Regions from separate parts of the Mus musculus genome. Here region 2 is linked to region 1. Evidence: chromatin contacts called from public Hi-C data. All regions are on one chromosome and are shown on one strand. The core of a region is the stretch at or near the end of the contact, and the rest is flanking DNA. Distances in the headings are between cores, read along the strand shown.

Region 1 (2,700 bases), core at 77-2,576:
TTATTAAAAGCAAAAGAAATTAAAACTGACAGAGGTCATGAGACTGGGAAAGTGTATGGTTAAGAGTGGATCCAAGAAGAGTTAGGGAGGTGAGTGGGGGCTTCATCTAATCAAACTACATTGCATACATATTTTAAATTCTCAAAGAGTTGATAAAAATGTATTTTCAGAAGGAAATTATAGAAAAAGAGAAATACAAAAGTCAAAACAGAAGCACAAAAAAATGGAAGGAAATAAAAAAGAATGGAGGGAATAAGTCAGAGACACATGCTCAGGCAAACTGTCCATTTCCATCAGAGCCAGAGCCCTGGATCAAGGCTCCCACCCTGAACCCTGGATTCCCATGCTCTGTGAAGGCAGGCTTCCCATTGTTTTGTAGTCTGTGTACTAATAAGTTTAGTAAACTTAAAATGAGAAAAAGTAGGTAAGATGAAACTGTGTAGTTCTGTGTGAGATGATAGATGCTAAATATAATTGTCTGTGTGATTTTTGTTGGACTTGGAGAGACAGCTGGCTCTCTGTGGGTTTCACAAAAAGATATCTACCTCACCAGGCCAGAACAGCGAGAAGGATGTTAACAGCACAGATGAAGATAGATCATTTGCCCAGACCCTCTGCTTGTCTTTGTAGGGATTTTTTTTTTTTTTTTTTTTTTTTTTTGCCTCCAGATTACGCAGATGGATGGTTTTATAGCCACTGAACATAGCACAGCTGTAGATTTGCTATGGAATAGAACCGAATCTTATCCAGAAATGGAAGGGATTATAGAAATATTATATTCAGATGCTGTTAGTGTGTGGACCACCCTACCCGATGGAGCTCAAACCCATCCTATAGGTTAATGACCCTCCAGTCACCTTTCAACTGTAGGAATATTCTCGAAATTGCATGTTTTCTCTCTTTTTCTTTTCTTTTTTAATATACATTTCGGCCAGATGCAAGAAATAATGATAATGTTGACCTCAACCCGTATCATTTTTCTGTAGCTCTTTTTCCTGAACCGGAGGCCTACTTAGCATGCAGCGATGTGCGGGCAAACTCCCAATATTCCCGTTGACAGCAGCAGAGTCCTCTAAGACGCGATTTTCCTTGTGATCCACTAATTTTCGAAATGATGGAATTTTACAGTTATTCATAAGGAGACCCCAGGAGCCTGAAACAATATTGAAATTAAGCTTAGTGTGTAGAAGCGTTATGCGCTTTCTCGCCCACCCCTCTCTCTGCCTTTGTGTCTGTTCTCCGAATGATAACACAACCATAAAAAGCTCACAGCCACACTGGAGTGAGTCCCTCTGCCTACACCTAGGGGTGGGAGGCCCCTGTAAATCTTGGCTCTCCTGTTGCTCAGAGATGATTAAAGTGTTCTGGCTTGCTCGGGTGCTTCTGTGCCTTCCTGCGTTTCCACTGCTCTTGCCAAGTACCAGCAGTTACCAACAGGGCTCCCTGGTTGGCCTCTGCCAAGTGAAATGTTTTGAAATTAAAAATCTGAAGAAATGATGCTTGATCAGGTGGTGTCCCTTCAGGAAGCTGCTTAACGGGAGGCCAAGGGGACTCAGCACCCCCTCCCAGTGGTGGCTCTGACACAGAGCTTGAATTTAAAGAAACAGGATTCCTTTCCTAAGTTAGACAATACGCTCACGGCCTCAAAAGAAAAACCTTTGTGTCTTGAGATATTAATTTTGAAGGGCAGAACAGATTTCTAACTGTAATACATGCTACTCTGGGAAAAATCTGGGGATGCTCACCAAAAGGAGAAAGTCAAAACAGCCCAAAGTTCACTAAAATTCAGATATATAGATATGAATATAAATATATAGAATATATAGAAAAATAATATAGAGAATAATTAATACATTTTTATCGTTTGATGTGATTAGAATACTTTCTAGAATTAGTTTGAAAGTCTATGAAGCTATGTTAATATTTATGTTAAATATTTATGTTAGTACATCAAGTTCCATTCCAAACCATACAATGGCCATTCTTTTTTCATATAAATCTTGGTTCACATATGTGATGCTTTTCTCATATCCATTTTCTAGAAATTTAATTATCAAGCTAAAACATAATATTTATTATCTATTTATTTGTTTATTTATTAATTTTTGAGACATAGTTTTTCTTATGCAGACTGTACTGGCTTTCAACTCACAGCAATCTTCTTGCTTCAGGCTCTCCAGTCCTAGAAGGACAAGCATCAGCCATGACATCTAGCTAACCCAAATCATCTTAAAAGACCCACTAGAGCACACCGTAGACATCAAAGCTGGCATTGTCACCGTGGAGTAAGGCTCACATTCAGCTTCGTCCTTTCCTGTACTGCGGACCTTCTCATAACCGGATTCGTTAATTTTAGCTGGCTCTTCATTATCTGGGATCCCTTGATTAATAATGGATTTGAATATATACCACATATATAGTACTTCTTTTCATTTCTTTCCAATTATTCACTTTCATCAATGGATGGTTTTTCTAATGCAAGTGACTGTTTTACCTTAGAGTATGTTACTACAGCAATATTAGATTTATTTTCCTATAATGTTATTATAAGCATATTTCTAGTTGTCACTAGCCTTTGAGTAATAATTATAATCCTGAACTCTCAACAACTATGAATGACAGCACCAGGTCTGCACAGAAATGTTCCCATCGACAGCTGGGCAAGGATGGTAGAGAGACTTAGCAAGACTTCCCCTTCAC
Region 2 (2,941 bases), core at 376-2,875, 610 kb before region 1:
TGCGTCTGTGCAGACCAATACCAATAAACAAATTGTGAATGAAATACGGAGTCCAGGACTGGGGACTTTTGGTTGTTAGCTAGGTGGCTAGTGTGTTAAAGAAAATTTACATCTCCTTGTCCAAGAAACTGTTTTACTTCACAGAGATTCAAGATCTGTCTGGAATTTCCCTTCTCCAGTGTTTTGGGAGAGAAGGAAAAATAGACTAATTAGATCAAACCAGCAGATGTCCTTTGATGTCCCTCACCCCACCCAGACCCCTTACATATGCAAATATGCTTTAGAAGAGGGGAAAAGCCCAAACCCAGATCCAGGTATGTTTGGCCTTCCCTAATTAGGAGATAATAACAGCATTTTTTATTTTTGTTGTAATTATGATTCAAAAAGAAATGCACAACAACACTCATCTGTATTCGAGGAATGTGGGGCTGGCCTGAGAGTCCTAGCTCTGCCGAGAGAGTCGGTCACTTGTGAGAGAGTGGGTAGTTAAACACCTTAAAATGGCTAGGATCTTGGAAGGCAAAGGTGGAACATGATATTCCGTGACCCTTATCCTTCACCGGTGAAAGTTATTCTATTTATGTATTCTATTCTATACCATTTATGCTTCTCTTCACCTGGAGAAGCATCAAGAAAGAAGCAGGAGCTAGGAGTCTGCTCTGTCACCTTGGGGAATCAGGTAGGGATATAAACAAGGCTGGTAGTGGGTGGGATGCCCAGTGTGGCTTTTATGGGCGAATAGAAAAAGAGAACGGAATTCTCCGGTGGAGATATTCATGGTAGGTGTGGGCAAGAAGCAAATGCCTGGGGAGACTGGTTAGCAGAGGTGCCACATGCAGAACATTAGTGAGCACAGAAGAGGAGCAAAGCTAATGACAGAGCACAGTTGTTCCTGAGCATCTGCAGAGGACTGGCCCCATGATCTCCCTTGTGGACCCAGACTTGCAAGTGCTCAAGTCTTTCCTACAAAATGATGGTATTTGCACATGACCTACACATATCCTTCTGTATGCTTTCAATACCCAATATACAACAAGTATGTAGGAACTGTTATACTGTATATGTTAGGGAAATGGTAAAAACAAAACAAAACAAATACAATCAGAGAGGTTGGGGATGTAGCTCAGTGATAGAGCATTTATCTGGGTTTAAACCTCTACACTCCAGAATAGAAAGAAAACCTTCAAGCATTCAGTGGGATGCAGAGTTCTCCCTGAATACTTTTTTTTTTTCTGCAGTTGGCTGAATCCATGAGTGTGGCTTCCATGGCTATTGAAGGCTGGCTGTATGTAGCATCAGTTTCTAGAAGTTGCCAGACATCTCTAGAGTATCCCGAAGATTTGGAGAACTACCGGACTTTCTCCACGAGGAGGCCAGTGCCAACCCAGACAGAACATGATCAGTACAAGTCTTCCACTTGGGTTGATCTTAACAGAATTTCATCTCACGCAATGCATTATACACAAGACAGTGGCGGCCTCTTTCCACTGGTGGCTCTGTGTTCATTTGTGTAAGATGTACATGGCTGTCCCGACTCAAACCAGCTGTAGCTCTGACCACCCCCCTCCGCCGGCCCAATCCTGGAGGAAGAAGGTATCTTCAGAGACTCCTTTCCATCTGTCACCTACCCACAATTCACCGTGGATTCTTTGAGTGAGAACCACTGCACACAGCATAGATATTCTTACTGCCCATCATGACCTGGATTTGGCAAGAGAAAATTCAGAATCTTGCATTTTCTCCATTTCTTGGTGACATTGTTTTTTATTTTTTTAAATTCTCTTCACAAAAGGCCACCATTGAAAGGATTGAAGACTATGAAAATAAATAGTTCTCTGTCCTTCTGTTGGAAATGCTGTGGTCTTGGGCCGATTTGATAAAACAGGATGTCAGAAGAGGAGGAAAAAGGGAGACAGAACAGCAGAGCTCTGAATTTAGAAACCTTGCTGCACTCTCTGGATCTGATTTGGCCTGAGAACGCATCAGATAAAAATAACAAGTGGCGGGCGCAGCAGAGGACAGATCTGCAAGCGTCTTCTCTGCCCGGGGCCGCGCATGCCCAGTCTGCACCTTTTTTGGTGGTGAAGCACCGAACTGCATTCCCGAGCAGAAGGCCAGAGTGAGAAAGGGCCAGTGTTTGATGTATGAGCTTTGGCTTGCCATCGTGAGTCACCCCAGAACTAGCTGCAGGCAAAACAAAAATCTTTTGTGATTAATTAGAAAAACTGGACGCTTATGAATTGACTGCACACAGCCGGGGTATGGTAATATAAATAGTAATGACTCCGGCGCGCCTGATGAACACTCGTGTTTATATGAGATCACTGGAGAAAGGCAAAATTTTAACATGGAATCTGCTGAAATGGGATGACTTCTGATCTTGGACAATTTGAGGGTCTTGACTGAGATTTTAACTGATGCCTTCCAAAGGGGTTCAAGATGACCTTTTCTTCTCACACCCGTCCAAACTGTGCCAAAGCAGTCTTTTGCTCTTTACTTCATTTTTGCTTTTTGCTTTTTTATTTTAATTTTTTTAAAGATTGAACCCAAACATCCCTTTCGGCATCTCTCTGGAATCCCTCCCATCTTTTGCAAACCTCCCTTCCTGCACATGGAGTGGACATGTGGTTATTTTGCCCCTTTGGTCATGTCTGCTTCTTAGAAACAGGACTTGAACAAAGATATGTTTCGATTTTGAGACACTAGCTGTCTTATTATTCGAGGGAAGAGGCCAGTAGCAGCAGCAAGCTTTGAGGTCAGGGAACTCAAAGATCAGAATATTCTAGTGAGTTTCCTCTAGCAAATGGTTTATTCTATTTGGGGAATGTCAAGTGGATAGGCCTGTACACTATAAAGTGTAGAGTGGGGCTTTTAATAAGCACACACACACACACACACACACACACACTTACTTGCCTTGCTTCACTCTCTCTTCTCTTTG

The links. A called contact is a pair of places that touch in the nucleus more often than the background predicts.
Region 2: a Hi-C map of cerebral cortex shows a contact between it and region 1, with 5 times the contacts expected there. The contact joins two enhancer-like sites. A contact is called at or near these places in 1 of 484 Hi-C or Micro-C datasets (cerebral cortex) and 1 of 9 other capture datasets (embryonic stem cells).

Annotation. Positions count from the first base shown.
Region 1 is chr13:40,035,912-40,038,611 of GRCm38.p6, reverse strand. The region is part of intron 16 of Ofcc1 (orofacial cleft 1 candidate 1); the gene reads left to right. Among named protein-coding and RNA genes, the nearest start is that of Gm40924, 110 kb to the right of the region's middle. Within about 2 kb of position 1,326, at least 15 of the 459 cell types and tissues checked have an H3K27ac peak or open chromatin away from gene starts, as enhancers often do. A contact at or near this core is called in cerebral cortex, where this site is marked.
Region 2 is chr13:40,650,450-40,653,390 of GRCm38.p6, reverse strand. No RefSeq gene overlaps it. Among named protein-coding and RNA genes, the nearest start is that of Gm26688, 76 kb to the left of the region's middle. Within about 2 kb of position 1,625, at least 62 of the 459 cell types and tissues checked have an H3K27ac peak or open chromatin away from gene starts, as enhancers often do. A contact at or near this core is called in cerebral cortex, where this site is marked.